Linked DNA regions of Ovis aries: region 2 is linked to region 1. A link is a contact called in public Hi-C data. All regions are on one chromosome and are shown on one strand. Each heading gives the region's core, a stretch centred on a gene start, on an enhancer-like site or on the middle of the called end of the contact. The rest is flanking DNA. Distances are from core to core; before and after follow the strand shown.

Region 1 (7,541 bases), core at 3,451-5,950:
TTTAAATATAAAACATAGTAGAAAATGCTTGTGGATTTTCTAAGGTGTGATGAAAACAGTATAGTTCTACACGAGAAAATCCTCTTAGGACCTGCTGATACGGGTACAATGCGTGTCTGTGTGTGTTTACAGAGAGAGAACACAAATACGGTGCAATGTAACTATTACCATCGTCGTCATTTAGTTGCTAAGTCACATCCAACTCTTTTTTGCATGACCTCATGGACTGCAGCCCACCAGGCTCCCCTGGACACGGGATTTTTCAGGCAAGAATACTGGAGTGGGTTGCCACTTCCTTCTCCAGGGATCAAACTCGCTCCTCCTGCATTGGCAGGCGGATTCTCTACCACTGAACCACCAGAGAAGCCCAACTCTCAAAATTAAGTAGAGGGAATTTGGGCGAGCACTGCCTTATTCTTTCAACTTTTCTGTACGTCTGAAATCTGGAAAATGAATGTCTTAAGAGCTGCTGAGGGAAATCTTGGGTGGTCTAGCGGTTAGGACTTGGCACTCTCACTGCTGTGGCCCAGGTTCAAGCCCTGATCAGGGAGCTGAGATCTCACAGGCCAAGCGATGCGGCCAAAAAAAAATGAGTTGTTGAGCTAAATGATACCTAAAAAAACACTTTCCTTACGTCATCATTTCTTAGCCTCTTGTTGGATCCTTTGAGAACATAAAAGCCACGAAACAATCTCCCCACCAATGTCCATCTATGCATAAACATAAGGATCTGCCAACATGTTCAGGGGGTTTACAGACACGCTGAAGCCCATTTATGGGCTCTTGGTTTACAATCCTCGCTGTGATCTAGCCAATCCCTCACCCCGCCTGTCCCCCAATTCACAGACATAAAATGTGACCTGAGCTATAGGGTAAAACTTGACTATCTAAATAGGAACATGTTCTTTCTCCGATTAACTCCCTTCTCATAGGAGGCTTCTGTTTGCTCACCCCGAGGCGACAGTGAAAGTGGAGCCCAGAGGCCCTGTGGGACAGAGGCCGAAGGGATCTGAGTGACATCTGAGTCCCAGAAACAAGGCTTCAGCTGCCACCGCTGGGAACACCTGCCCTGCGGTCACGCAGTGGTGACGGGGTGAGAGATGATGCCTCTGATCGCAGCAAACTGTCCCCGAAGGAGGCTGTCCACCTGTCTTATTCCTCCTCCAAGATCTGCAGCAAACACAGAGCTCCTGCCCACGGGCCAGACACTTGCCAAGTGCCCAGTAAGTCACTCAGCCCTAATAACAACCCAAAGAGGTAGACAGCGTTGTCGCCCCCATTTTACAGCTGAGGAAACTGAGGCAAGGGAGGTAAGACACTCGCCAAGGTCACAGCACTAACCACCAACAGAGCACCAACTGGAAACCCGGGGTCTGGGCTCCAGAGCCCATATTCTTGACCACACATCAGACCAATCCATTTCTATTTTTTAAACACAGTTCTCATAAAACACCAAAAAAAAGGGAAGTGAAAACAAATCTCTGGCCACAAGGTGAGTCAATGGAGCAGAGGCTTTGGAGAAGCTGGGCTTCTTTTTTCCTGAGCAAACAATGAGACCTGTGAACAGTGTCATGTTGAAAGCATGTCCAGGGTTCAGAGCCACTGGGAGGAAAAAGCAGGGAAAGAAGTTATAAGTTACAAATACACAGGCTGGAAAGACTTTTTCCAAAGACAAACACCAAAACAGAGGAAGTCCTGGCTGTGACCCTAGGTTGCTATGAGACCAGGGCTTGGTTTTGCACCTGTAATATGGTGTTCATAGTAGCTGCTTTTGAATTGTGGTGAAGACTCTTGTGAGTCCCCTGGACAGCAAGAAGATCAAACCAGTCAATCCTGAATATTCATTGCAAGGACTGATGCTGAAGCTCCAATACTTTGGCCACTTGATATGAAGGGTCGACTAGCTGGAAAAGACCGTGATCCTGGGAAAGACTGAGGGCAGGAGGAAAAGGGGCGACAGGAAGAGAAGGCTGGATGGCATCACCGACTCAATGGACATGAGTTTGAGCAAGTTCTGGGAGATGGCGAAGGACAGGGAAGCCTGGCGTGCTGCAGTCCATGGGGTTGAAAAGAGCTGAACAAGACTTACCTACTGAGCAACAATTACCCGCTCTAACTCACAGAGCTGTCATAGGACTTGAGCTATTTCCTAAACAGAGAAAGAGGATGCTAAGCTGAAAGTGTTGTTTACAATATGCCAAGGCCTGTACTGGGGACTCAAATGCATTAACTCTTTTTTTTTAAGTATATCTTGTTTTTCTCTTTTATTTTATTTTTGGCTGCATTAGGTCTTTGCTGCTGTGCTCCGGCTTTTTGTAACTGCTCTGCTACAATGCGTAGGCTTCTCATTGTGGCGGCGTCTCCTGTCGCAGAGCACAGGCTCTGGGCCCAGGGCTCCAATAGTTGCACCACGTGGGCCCTAGAGCCCAGGCTCAGTAGCTGTGGCACACGGGCTTAGCTGTCCCAAAGCATGTGGAATCTTCCTGCACCACGATCAGACCCATGTCCCCTGCATTGGCAGGCAGATTCTTAACCACTGGACCACCAGCAAAGTCCCTGCGTTAACTCTTGATGCTCATAAGCTTACAAGCATAGTATTAGTTCTGTTACAGGTGAGAAAAATGAGGCCCAGATTAGTGAGGTAATCATCTGTAACAGCTGACGTCACTCAGCTATTAAGTCGAAAAGGTGGGACCTAAACCAAAGTTGGCCTGATTCCAGTGTCTATTTCTGTGACATTACTCTGCCCTTTTACCAAGAAACCAATGGCCCAGAATTCTGTAGGCAGATGAAAGTGAAAGTCACTCAGTCATGTCCAACTCTTTGTGACCCCACGGACTATACAGTCCCTGCGATTCTCCAGCCCAGAATACTGGAGCGGGTAGCTTTTCCCCTCGCCAGGGGATCTTCCCAATCCAGGGATCGAACCCAGGTCTCCCACATTGCAGGGGGATTCTTTACCAGCTGAGCAACCAGGGGTAGATGAGATCACCAGATCCTGGCATTCTTTTGCAGTAGAAAAATGGAAACCAGAGATCAGCAATGGCAGTTCTAGAACTCTGAGCCAAACTTCCCAGGGTAAAGATTTTGTTTCACTTTCTCTGGTACTAACATGGTCTCATTCCTCTGTGCATTCTTTCCCCCCCCCATGGATGATGGGAGTGTTTAGCTTCTGTTCTTAATTTGATATACATCTTGGAATTAAAACAGTAGATGGAAAGGAGACCAAACTTTGGGAAAGAAGTAAAATTCTGGAACTTTAGATCAATTAACCTAATTTATTGGATGTCTCCATTGGTCCATTGAGGCCTGGGGTTTGATTCCTGGTCAGGGAACTAAGATCCCATAAGCTGGGAAGCTCAGCCAATTTTTTTTTTTTTAATCTAATTTTCTGGTTTTACAAATGAGGAAAAAGATGCCCAAAGAGATTAAATGATGGACTCAAAGGAATACAAACTGTTAGTGTGTGAAGGAAGGCAGCGGCAGTGTGAACCGAGAAAGGGAGAGCTTCTTGGAAAACTTCTTCCCCGACCCATTTTCTTTCTTCTATTTTTTTTCTTCTCCACCACCTTACTCACTGGGGCTCCGTCAATATTCAGGCAGCAGCCACATTGCCTCCTGGTTGTTCCTTTTCACTTCTGCTCTGTCCTTCAACGGTACCAGACAGTCCTTCCCAAGGCAGATGTCTCACAGGGTACCTGATGCCCAGTCGACACACCTGGTCCTGCTTTGTACCAGCCACACCTGATCTCCCCACAGCGATCCCTTGCCTCCCTCAAAGCCAAAACTGCCTGTCTCTTCCATCCAAATGAAGAGTAAACAAAGGACTGCTTGGGTCGCTCTGGAAGCTACAATGCTATTTATCCCCTCTGCGCAGTCGCGAAAGCAGTAACGCTCCCCTAAAAGTTGGATCTTTCGGTCCAAAGGGGCTCCAGATTACGGTTCTTCTTCTGAGACCAGACAGAATTGCACCAAGTGTTAGAGCGACTCCAACCGCAGAGGTCAGGCTGGCCGGGGCCTTAAAACACATCCTGAGCCATCCTCGGCGTCCGTCCCAGTCCGGTCGTAGACGGACAGCACAACGAAGGCCAGGCACAGCCTTTCCACCCTGACGGTTACGGAGGGCCACCCACCGATTCTCCCAGGGCGGTGCTGGCGTGGATGAGGGGAGGAGCAGACCTAGGTTCAAAGCGTCACACCGAGGAAGTGAGGTGCCTCGGCGGGGATCGCGGAGGGCCGGGGGACGGAATCGGAAAGCAGGTTCCGATCAGACAGCGGGGGCTACCCGGGGCTGGCGGGGTCGGGGGGAGGGGACGGAGACGCTCTTCGAGCGCGCAGGGGTCAGACAAGGTGCGATGGGGGTGCGCCAGGCGAAGGAAAGCCAGTGGAGGCCCCTCCTGGCCTCACCGGCCCCTGCGACAGGGCCTGGGGAGATGATAGACGCGCAGGGGGCGTCACGCGCAGGCGGACGGAGAGACGCGGGAGGAAAGGGGAGGGGGCGGGGAGCAGGAGCGGCCCTCACCTTCTTTACGGCTGGCTGAAAGTGGAAGTCACCGGCCTCTTTCAGGTCCAGCCAGATCATGGGCATGCGGGGCACGGCCTCCATGGCCTCAGGCACCCGCCGGCCTCCCGGCCGCCCCCCAAGCTTTCGCAGCTGCAGGCTCAGCCACGCACCCCGCCCCTCCACGCCGGAAGTCACTTGTCACGCGGGGATGAAAAAAATGCCCCTACTGCCTGCTGGGAGAGGCTGTCCCCTCCTCTGTAGGCTTTTGCGCATGCTCATTTCCCGCTGCGCATGCTCAGTTTCTTGCACGCGGGCACGTGTAGAGGGCAAACCTCCAGCCCGAGGCGAAAGGGTTTCTGGGAGTCGTAGTCTATCTGCATCTAATTGCTAAGCAGGGAGGTAACTGGTTTCTTCTTCCTGGGCAAAGTAGACCGCAGGGACCTGGCTCGGGCTCCAGGCTCTCCCCACTCAGGGGAAGGACATTAGAGAACGTAGCCATAGACTTGTAGACCCTAAGTAGTGTCGAGGGCCTTGGTAGATGGGGTCAGATGCTCTGGTAGAGATAACGTGGTGGCGGGCCACCCCCAGAAGCAGTGACTTAAAAACAGCCTTGGAGTAGGGGCTGCCTGGCCAAGGAGACAGGGCTAACAAGCAAAGGCGTGGCACCCCAGGTGTCGAGTTTTGGAACAGAGGAGTGACTGGTTGGAGACTGGCACGCTCGGCTGAGCCTGTAAGACCGGGCACTGCCTAAGAGACGGCCAAGTCCGTTTTTGATGATGGGGAGAGAACTGGTAAACGAAGTGTAAAGCGTAAGGGGAAAAAAGAGAGAGAGAGAGGCCTAGAGCGATGGGGGTGGGGATGACTATATACAGCCTCGGGAATGCCTTTCAGTCTGGAAGGGGACCAGGGAGCAGAGAACAGTTATTAGCTCTGAAGAGATGACCTGTAGAGCAAGGATTTTAAAATCATGTATATATTACCTAGCTTTAAAAACACGTAAAATGGAGAATGGTTTGTTGGGGCAAAAGTAGAAGGAAGGAAATGAGCGAGGACGTTTGCAACCATGGACTGTAGCCCACTAGGCTCCTCTGCCTCTGAAATTTTCTAGGCAGGAATACTGGAGTGAGTTGTCACTTCCCACTCCAGGAGAATCTTCCCAGCCCAGGGACTGAACCCATGTCTCTTACATCTCCTGCATTGGCAGGTGGATTCTTTAATACTGTGCCACCTGGGAAGCCCTTGGATGACCAACTGCACATTTTTTCCTCAGCAAAAAAAAAAAAAAAAAAAACTCTCATACATTCTGGCTCCTCCCTTACATCTTTAGAACAGTCCCTCCGAGCTGAGAGACTACATCGCAGGCTTAAGTCTTCACTAAGGCTTCTGAATAAAACAGAATTCTCAACTTTTAGGTTGTTCTTTCTTTTTTCAGTTGACAACTCTCTATGTCCCCTGTGCCCCAGCAGTGGAATTGCTGGGTGTGTGAATACAGGGTATTCAGGACATCTGAACAACTCCTGCCCAGGGAACACCAGAAGGTGTGTCCAGAAAGAAGGGTCACAGCCACCCAAACAGGAAGCATGGAGCCCTCCCCTGGGGCCACCTTTCTTAGATGCGAATCCAGAATCACTGCATTACAGGTGGGGAAACTGAGGCAAGGAGAGGGGAAAGAAGCTGTCCCAAACGCCATGGAGCCTCTGAGGGAAGGTCAGAGGAGAGGTCTCCTGTGGCCAGGGAAGGGAGAGGAGAAGGGTGAAGGGAAGATGGGAGCTCTCCTGGTCTCAGACCTGGCAGGCTAGAGGCCAGAGGCAGAAGAATGCCATTGTGTCTCTTCTGTCTCGGCCAACATCCGTGTTCCTGGCGCTTGCGGAGGTGGCCCCCTGCTCCCCTGGTTCAGAAAGAGCAGCGAAGAAGTAGCTGCTCCTCCCTCCAGAGTGTCCAGAGCCCTCTAGGAGCCCTTGAGGCATTGGTTACTTTCTCCCTACAGAAAAGGTTCCAAGAAGACAGATTTGCTAATATGAAGAAGGTTGGGGATCTCTGAGGCCCAGTCACGAAACCGAACCTCTCCCGAGCACCCAAGTTACTTGGCCAGCAGATGGCAGCAAGGCCACAGGGTTGTAACGAAGCAGTTGCAATCCTGGGACACCAAAGCCCCGTAGATTGGAATTGGAAATTAGGGACATGTTTTGTTTTGCTCAGAACCAGGTTTACTTCTTGGGGTGTCTGTGAGTGGAAGGAGGGCAATGGGGGATTCGTTCCTCCCTTGCCGAGGACAAATGTCCTCATTCAGGCGTTGCCAGGGAGAGCCTCAGGGTAGACAGCCTTCGGGATGTCCCAGACACACCCTCCCAACTGCTTGGTGCCAGGCTGTGAGCGCGCCACATGGGGCAGAACTTTGAGACACTCTGGCCTTGCCAGTGAGAGCCTGGAGGCTGGGTGGCACCCCCTGGTGGGGGGTGGAGCAGGGCAGGGGGTATAAACCTGCTAGCTCAGGACTAAGGTCAACCTGTGGGACTGAGGCCACAGTCTTCCTAAGTCTCTGTGTCTCTGGGGCAGCTTGTATCCAGATTGCTGGTTGTAGAACATCAGATGTGTGTCCCCGGGGGACCAATGTGGCCACAGCCGCTTTCTCCACACCCTATTGGACTTGCACAGGTCACTTGGGCAAGGGCTAAGAGTTTCTGAAATCTGTGTCCCCTTCCTGACCACCCTGTTACAGCCAGGAGAAAGCTGAGGCCCGTGAAGGGCAGAGCTTGCCCAATATCCTACCAGGCTTCTTTCTTCATTATTTCAGACCTTGTGAAAGTTTTTTGCTCCAACCATCTTTTCAAGGAGGCATGGAAGCCATGGGGTCATTCAGGAGGAGTCAGGGGTCTCAGCTGTCTGTGGTTCTGGCCAGCAGAATGTGCAGTGGAAACGGTCACTCAAATGGGATCTCATAGCTCCAGCAGGTGGTAAACATTTCCCTGGAGTGTCCACTTCCTGCTCCCTGCACCCCCAGCTGCCCTCCAGAGCCTCACCCATGCCCTGCTCCAAC
Region 2 (7,541 bases), core at 2,154-4,653, 96 kb after region 1:
TGCCAACAAAGGTCCGTCTGGTCAAGGCTATGGTTTTTCCTGTGGTCATATATGGATGTGAGAGTTGGACTGTGAAGAAGGCTGAGCGCTGAAGAATTAATGCTTTTGAACTGTGGTGTTGGAGAAAACTCTTGAGAGTCCCTTGGACTTCAAGGAGACCCAACCAGTCCATTCTGAAGATCAGCCCTGGGTGTTCTTTGGAAGGAATGATGCTAAAGCTGAAAGTCCAGTACTTTGGCCACCTCATGCGAAGAGTTGACTCATTGGAGAAGACTCTGATGCTGGGAGGGATTGGGGGCAGGAGGAGAAGGGGGCGACCCAGGATGAGATGGCTGGATGGCATCACGGACTCGATGGACGTGAGTCTGAGTGAACTCCAGGAGTCGGTGATGGACGGGGAGGCCTGGCGTGCTGCGATTCATGGGTTCGCAGAGTCAGACACGACTGAGCGACTAAACTGAACTGAACTGAACTGAACATGCCACAGGGATACTAGTTCCCCAACCAGGGATCAAACCCATACCCCCGGCAGTGGAAGTGCAGGGTCTTAACCACGGGACCTCCAAGAAAGTGCTCTGAAATCAGTAAAATTAAATAAAATCAAAAAATTTTTAAAAATTCAGTTCCTCTGTCCCACTAGTCACACTCTAAGTGTTCCATAGCTTTATGTGGCTTGTGGCACAAACAGAACCTTTCCATCATTACAGCAAGTTCTGTTAGTACTGCTCTAGGGTATGTTCTATGAAAAAAAACTAGAGCAAGATTTTTAAAAAGCGTGGTGTGAGAGTGGGAGGGGATTGCAGTTTTACATGGGGTAACTGAGGGGTGCCTAATTTAGCAGTGTTTGAACAGAGACTTGAGGAAGGTGAGCTATGCGAATACCTGGGAGAAGCATGTCCCAGGCAGAGGGGACAGGCAGCACAGAGGCAGGAGCGTGCTCATTTGGTGGGAGTGGCATGAGCAGGGGCAGAAGCGTAGACAAGGAGTAATGGGGCAGATCACAGCGCATTGCTGCTGCTGCTGCTGAGTCGCTTCAGTCGTGTCCGACTCTGTGCAACCCCATAGACGGCAGGCCACCAGGCTCCCCGGCCCCTGGGATTCTCCAGGCAAGAACACTGGAGTGGGTTGCCATTGCCTTCTGCAATGCATGAAAGTGAAAAGTGAAAGTGAAGTCATTCAGTCATGTCTGACTCTTCGCGATCCCATGGACTGCAGCCTACCAGGCTCCTCCGTCCATGGGATTTTCCAGGCAAGGGTACTGGAGTGGGGTGCCATCGCCTTCTCTGACATAGCGCATAGGTCACTGTTATCCTACACAAAGATGTAAGAGCAAAGTGTTCTGCAGCATTGTTTATAGCAGCAATAAATGGAGGTGGCATACCTGTCAGTGCGGAATGGTGATGCTTTGTGTAGTGGCTGGAGAGGATGAGGGTGACATCCTGGAGGCACAGGCTGCATGGAGAGGGCAGTGACCGTGGTGGATTGAAGTATGCTGGAGCTTCTGGAGTTGGGCTTTAGGGTGGTCCTAGTGGAGCCCATACTGACTCTGTTCTCAGTCTTCCCTGCAAGTAAGAGGCAAAGGACAGAGAAGTGCTGAAACCCCTTCAAACCCTAAACTCACCCAGTTGGGGAAAAGTCACCAGCTGGGAGGGAATCATCCAAATGTTGAGATCACACTCCATAGATTGCCTGCAAGGGCCAGGATGTCCAAGGACAGGGTGGGGAATTATTAAGTGGCTTCTCTGACTGTCCTCCTTGCTACCCCCGCCTCCCCATATGCTTCCCTGGCAGAGAATGGTCAAGAACCTGGAGAAGGAGCTAGCACTGCTCAAGCAGGAACTAGCCATCCATGACAGCCTGGTAAGGGGCTAGAGGTGATGGGCGGAATACTAGAGGGACTGGGGTCAGGGTACCAAGTGGGCAGAAGGACTAGGTGGGAGGGGGCAGTGGGTCAGGGCAGGGGTGGATCAGAGGGTGGGCTGGGTGAGCAGAGGGACTGGGTGGACAGGGGGCCCAGGGGCTGAGTAGACAGGGGACTGGGGGAACAGAGACTGTGGGGGCAGAAGGCCTGGGGGATCAGGGATGCCTGTTGGGCAGAGACTCTGGAAGAACAAGATGTGGGCAGGGCTGTCAGATGGTCAGGGAGCAGAGCCAGGCAGTAGGCAGGGGGATGAAGGGCAGGGGCCACAGGCCTGGCAGGTATGGGTACAGAGGCAGACAGCCTGATGACGGCTCAAGGTCAGGGAGGTGGACAGGCTGGATGGTTATTAGGGGCAGCAGGGAGTTGGAAGGTAGGGGTGGGGAGCAGGAGACCTCCAGTGCTGGTCTGAGCTCATGCTCATGGTCCAGAGGGTCTCAAGGCAGAGGCGCCCCCTCCCTCCTGTGGCCCTCATCCCACAGTCTGCTGAGGCTCAGCCAGCAGAGCCCCCCAGATTGGAGGAGCAGGCCCTTGTCTGGCAGCCTTTCCTTCCCTACCCCACCTGGTTGTCCCGTGCTGACCCGACTACCTGGCCTGTGAGTGAGGCCCTCCCTACCAGGACATGGTGATGAAGGGAGTAAAGTGGCTTGGGTAGCCAGGCTCTCTGCCCAGCCTCCCCACTTTGGTCCTCAGAATGGTCCCTGCCACCCTGCTTGGGCTCGGGTGCTTGGAGCTTAACAGTACGTTCCTCTTCCTTCTCCAAGGCCAACCGTACCCTCGTGAACTATGACCCTATGGATGAAATCCAGATTGCGGAGATCAACTCCCAGGTGCGAAGGTACCTGGAGGGAACACTGGAAGAGATTGACGTAAGGAGCCCTTCAGGACCCCCATGTCTGGCTGGCCCGGGCCTGTCTCCCGGCCACACCATGATGTATGCTGTGCTAGCCTGGGAACCTCACTGAGAGGGTGCAGTGGGTATAGCGTAGGTGGTGCTGGACTCCTGGCCTCAGGGCCCTTCAGCCCACTGAGGCCACAGCATCCATGTTTAGGGTCGCAAGGCTGTGGGTGCCCCACAGCCTTGAACACAGGGGAGGTGGTCCAAGCCTTGAATACAGTGGGGGTGGTCCATTACGGGGCCACCAGTACAGCTCCTAGAGCCAAGCTGCTCTGGGTCGAACCTCAGAGCTCAGCAGTCTCCCTGCTGAGTGGCATCATGAAAATGCTCAAGCTCGTGTACTCTGGTGGTCTGACCTGTACGGTAGGGAGGGAAACGGGCTGGGATGAACTGAGAGGCAGCACCTCAGGGGCTTGTCTGTGGCAGCAGAGGGGGGACATTAAAGGATGATGGTCATGCTGGTTGTCTACAAGGTGGACCCCTCTAGGGCCCATGCTGGAGTGGGCCAAGGAGGAATAGAGTAGCCACAAAGGGAAGGCTCTCAGGGGGAGAGAGGCATTCTGTTTTCAGAGCACAGGCTGGCAGGCCTCTCATCAGGGGTTCACGGCCAGAGCCTTGTCCAGCCTGTCATCGTCAGCAGCTGCCAGAGGCAGGCCTGGGACAGCTGAGGGCTCTTCTGGTCTTTCTAGGAAGGGCAGCCCCAGAATGACCGTCAAGGCTAATGCTAGAGGGCAATGGGGTCAAGAGAGGCCGATGGTCTCCCCTTTAGCCACAGGTGTGTGTATGTGTCTGGGCCCACACAGAATGGTTCATAATGGACCCTTTTGGAAGCAGGAGAGAGCTGAGGACAGTTAATTTTATTTAGATGTTTTCTTAGTACCTTCAAGAACTAGAGTCATTTCAATTTTATATATATCTTCAGTCAGAAAAGGTGATTTTTTTTTAATAGCTTCAATAAATAGCTTCCAAATTACTAATCAAGGGTTTCTCTGTTCTTGAGGAGGGCTTTACTGGCACTTTGCTGAGAGGGTGTTGGTACATGTCCCCTTCTTGAGACACATGGTCCAAGGCTTAGTCAAGGGGTCCTGATTTCTCTACAGACACAGCCTTAGTCCTGTGGTGCCCCTGGTCTAACCTCTGCCTTGCTCTCCTCTCCAGATAATCAACCTCAGACAGATCCAGGAGGTGTTCAACCAGTTCCGGATGGTGCTGAGGTAAGGGAGCCACCACACCCACCCAGTCCTGCATCAGGCTGCCATTCTCCTTTCCCATGGTCTGGGTGCTGGCCTCCAGGCGCTCTGCCTTCTGTCTGGTGTGCGCGGAGCTGGATCAGAGGCCTCTGGGTATGGCAGCCCTGGGTGATCCCAGCAGTCTGCCTCTGAGCTCTCAGGTCCTCCTACCCTCCCCTTCCTCTGGAAGTGGGGACAGCCCCCCTTTTAAGGGCTAAGCAGAGAGGAGGCAGTCCCTGGTTTCCTGAGTTTGTTCACTGGACAGGAGGTCTTTATGTGGCCAGAGCAGGGTGTTTTGATGCTCCTGGCACCCTCCTCCCCACCTCAAGAGGGATTTGTGGTTTATTGGGGTACAGACATACCTGTAGCCTGACTGGCTCATGCTGGGTGTTATCACAGAAGCTGGGCACATGATTCCGAAGGGCCTGTTAGAGACAGATAGGGATGCATGATGCAGGCTTGGGGTCCTTGTCCAAGGTCATCTTAGAGCAGCTGTCCTTGACACATAGGGTGACCCCTGTGGATCTGGGGACTGGACAGTGGGTACATGCTTTGGGAAGTGGGGGGTGGGCAGTGAGCATGTTCTGTCTGGTCTGGTTCATGATGAGGGCGTGGCTCTGTCTCCGAGGCCACACACAAACAACTTCTAACTCCAGAACTTGGTGCTTGCCCCAGTGGGCTCAGCCTGCCCAGGTGCAAGGGGTTCTTTCACTCTGTCTCCCAAGCCAACAGGAACAGGAAGTGGAGTCCACTTTGCGCAGGAAGTACACCCTCATAGACAAGAATGACTATGCAGCCATCTCTGCTGTCCAGAAGGTAAGCACGCCTGCCTCTTGCCGACAAGACTCACATTTGAGTTTTGCATTCCCAGATCTTGCCAGAAGCAGCGAGTGTCCTGCATTAAAGCAGATCTAGGGTTGTAACAGGTAAAGGTTAACACCAGCATGAGCATGGAATGACCCATGCAAGAGTCAACCACGTATGAATTCAAAATGATCTCCATAAATTGGAGATGTGCCCAGCAGCAAACAAGACAGTTGCCACAGTTAGGTTGGAAGTGGGCCTCAGGAGTCTCAGAGTATGGATGAGACACCCAGCTATGAGAACAGTTGGTGTAGACAATGGATGTTTGGTGGGGTGGTCGGAGACAGCGGACGTGGGCACAGCCTGAAGTGACATCCGCAGGAGCCACATCTCGGTGTGTGGGATGAACATGTCCACCTTTGGTCCATATACACCTGGGTCCCCCAGGAGCCTGAACACTTGATCTGACCTGCAGACCTGTGACTGGCCTCTGTCCAGGCAGGGCTCGTAGACGCTGATGGCCACCTAGTGGGCGAGCCTGACGGACAAGGCTTTGGACTTGGAGTCGCCCCTTTCTCTGTCAAACCCGGGAAGAAATCCAAGTCCAAGAAGATGTTTAAAGAGCAGGTCAGGTGAGTGATGTTCCTGATGCTCCTGCTGATCAGCACCTTGCCCTCCTTGGCTGGCGAAGGGGAGGACACAACTGTCCCTCCCTTCCCCCAGTCTTAGTGATGGGGGGGGGTGGTCACAATGGACATCACCCCTGCCAATACTGACAGTGTCTGTGGGGCCCAGGCTGGGACTGCTCATCTGTCATGCTCACAGCGGCTCTGTGAGGTGGGAGTTGACGTCTCCAGTTTACTAATGAGGAAACCAAGGCTCAGAGAGGGGAGGTCATTCCAAGGTCACACTGCTGAGGAGTGGTAGGATGGATATGAGACGCTGGGCTGCCACTCGCCCACTGGTACTTCACGTGGAAACCCACCCCCCCACCACATTCCTTCTGTGACCCAGCTAATTGGCACCCATGTCACCTAAAAACCACCCCCACCTTGCAGGCAAGACACATTTGTAGGTGCAAGGTGGGAGGAATGTCAAGGTTCCCTTAATGAGCCAGCCTCTCTGGGAAGTGCTGTGGTGGACAGAGCCCCCACTCTGAGGGTAACTCACGGGCTCACCTCCTTGCTGTGTACTTCTCTCACCCAAGAGGGTCACCTTCTGTGAGGCATGAGAGCTTCTCTGCCTCGGTTTCCTCCCCCTAAGTGGGAATTATAATAATAGCATCAGTCACGGGGGTGGTTTTGAGGATAAGTGAGTAAACGCAGTCCCTGTCCCTGGAAGACCTCAGTACCAACATGTTGTTAACCATCATCACCTTTTCCTTGTGAAAGGACATGGGTCAAAGCTGGCGGTAGCAAACTGTCCCGTGCAGGACTGGCGTCGGGTAGCGGGGCATCCTGGACCCCTCCTGCTCTTCAGGCAGGGCAGTCACCCCTCTGTGCTGCAGTCAAGCAATCAGTGTGACAGCAGATCGAGGCCTGGGCCCCAGGCCACACCTGTTGCAAGAAGGCCAGAGAAGGAAGCAGTCACGGAGGGAGCCATGGCAGCCTTCCTTCAGCTCTGCCCTGCTCTCACCTGCCTCTCGGGAGGCAGGGACCTGGGCGCCATCACGTGGAGAGGGAGGGCTCTTTTCCCGGGAGGTGGTGTGGGCACTGATGGCAGGTGGGCGAGCAGGTTGTGGGCTGGTCAGAGCAGGGGTGCAGACGTGTCTGTCTTTACTGCTGGGCCTCAGACAGACGTGCCCAGGGTGAGGGCTCTGCTTTCCTTCCCAGGAGTGCCTGTGTGACTCCTGCCTCAGGAGCTGGGATGCTCCTTAGAGCCTGTGGCCTACCCCAAGGTCCTCATGCTTCCAAACTGGAGACTCCCCATTCCTCCCAGGTTTCTCCTGCCAGGACGGCCAAGGGAGGACCTCTTGTTCTGATAAAAGGGAGACAAATGCTCCCCTCCTCCTCCCCACATACACGGCTTAGGGCTGTACTCTCCACCCTTTGGCCGAGGTGTGTGTTAAGACCGGAGCTGAGTGGGATGGGGTTCTGGTGTATGAGTGTTGAGCAGGATTACTCCCCTCAGCATCAGAGACACTGAGCCCGGGGTCTCCCTCCCTTCTCCTTCCAGCTCCTCAGCAAGAAAGGAGGGTGCCAGCAGCCCTCTGAGTGGCAAGGACTTGGATGTTTCCACCTCCAAGACCCAGATGATCCTGTCCTCCAAGGATGGGGATGTCAAAGACATGCTTGTGCGGGACCGGGAGACCTCCAATACTGAGCCCCTGGCCTCTGACTCGCCAAAGGAGGAATTACGCCCACCCAGGTGACCATCTAATGCTAGCTCCTGCGCCAGATTATACAAAACCAGACTATGACGTGGAAAGAGCTCCTGCAGACAGAAGAGAGATAAACTAGGGTGACAGACAAAGACTAGGAGCACAGCCCCAAAGGAGAAACACGGTGGCTTATACAGGCGCAAACTAGCTCAACCTCAGGGGCCACCCAAGATGCAGGGACATACGAAATCATTTTAGACCCTCCAAATAGCAATTATTTAAATAATTAAATTCGCACATTATGGCTAAGTAATGTATTCAAAAGATACAAAATTCTCAAGTGTGAGAGCCTTCCTCCAGCCACCCAGTTCC

What was found. Hi-C and Micro-C count contacts between places; a contact is called where the count stands out from the background.
Region 2: a Hi-C map of hypothalamus shows a contact between it and region 1, with 2.6 times the contacts expected there. The contact joins the enhancer-like site here to the promoter of PTPN23 in region 1. A contact is called at or near these places in 2 of 16 Hi-C or Micro-C datasets (hypothalamus and tail adipose tissue).

What each region holds. Positions count from the first base shown.
Region 1 is chr19:52,285,953-52,293,493 of ARS-UI_Ramb_v3.0, forward strand. It overlaps PTPN23 (protein tyrosine phosphatase non-receptor type 23), which reads right to left and starts at 4,701. Exons shown (of 23, transcript XM_042236320.2): 1 at 4,523-4,701. The coding sequence starts at 4,606.
Region 2 is chr19:52,383,633-52,391,173 of ARS-UI_Ramb_v3.0, forward strand. KLHL18 (kelch like family member 18) reads right to left here. Exons shown (of 12, transcript XM_060402923.1): 2 at 4,408-4,470; 3 at 1,382-1,562. It overlaps KIF9 (kinesin family member 9), which reads left to right. Exons shown (of 20, transcript XM_060402908.1): 11 at 1,792-1,860; 12 at 2,683-2,787; 13 at 3,975-4,030; 14 at 4,771-4,861; 15 at 5,348-5,481; 16 at 7,025-7,216. Among named protein-coding and RNA genes, the nearest start is that of KIF9, 27 kb to the left of the region's middle. Within about 2 kb of position 3,404, at least 4 of the 54 cell types and tissues checked have an H3K27ac peak or open chromatin away from gene starts, as enhancers often do. A contact at or near this core is called in hypothalamus, where this site is marked.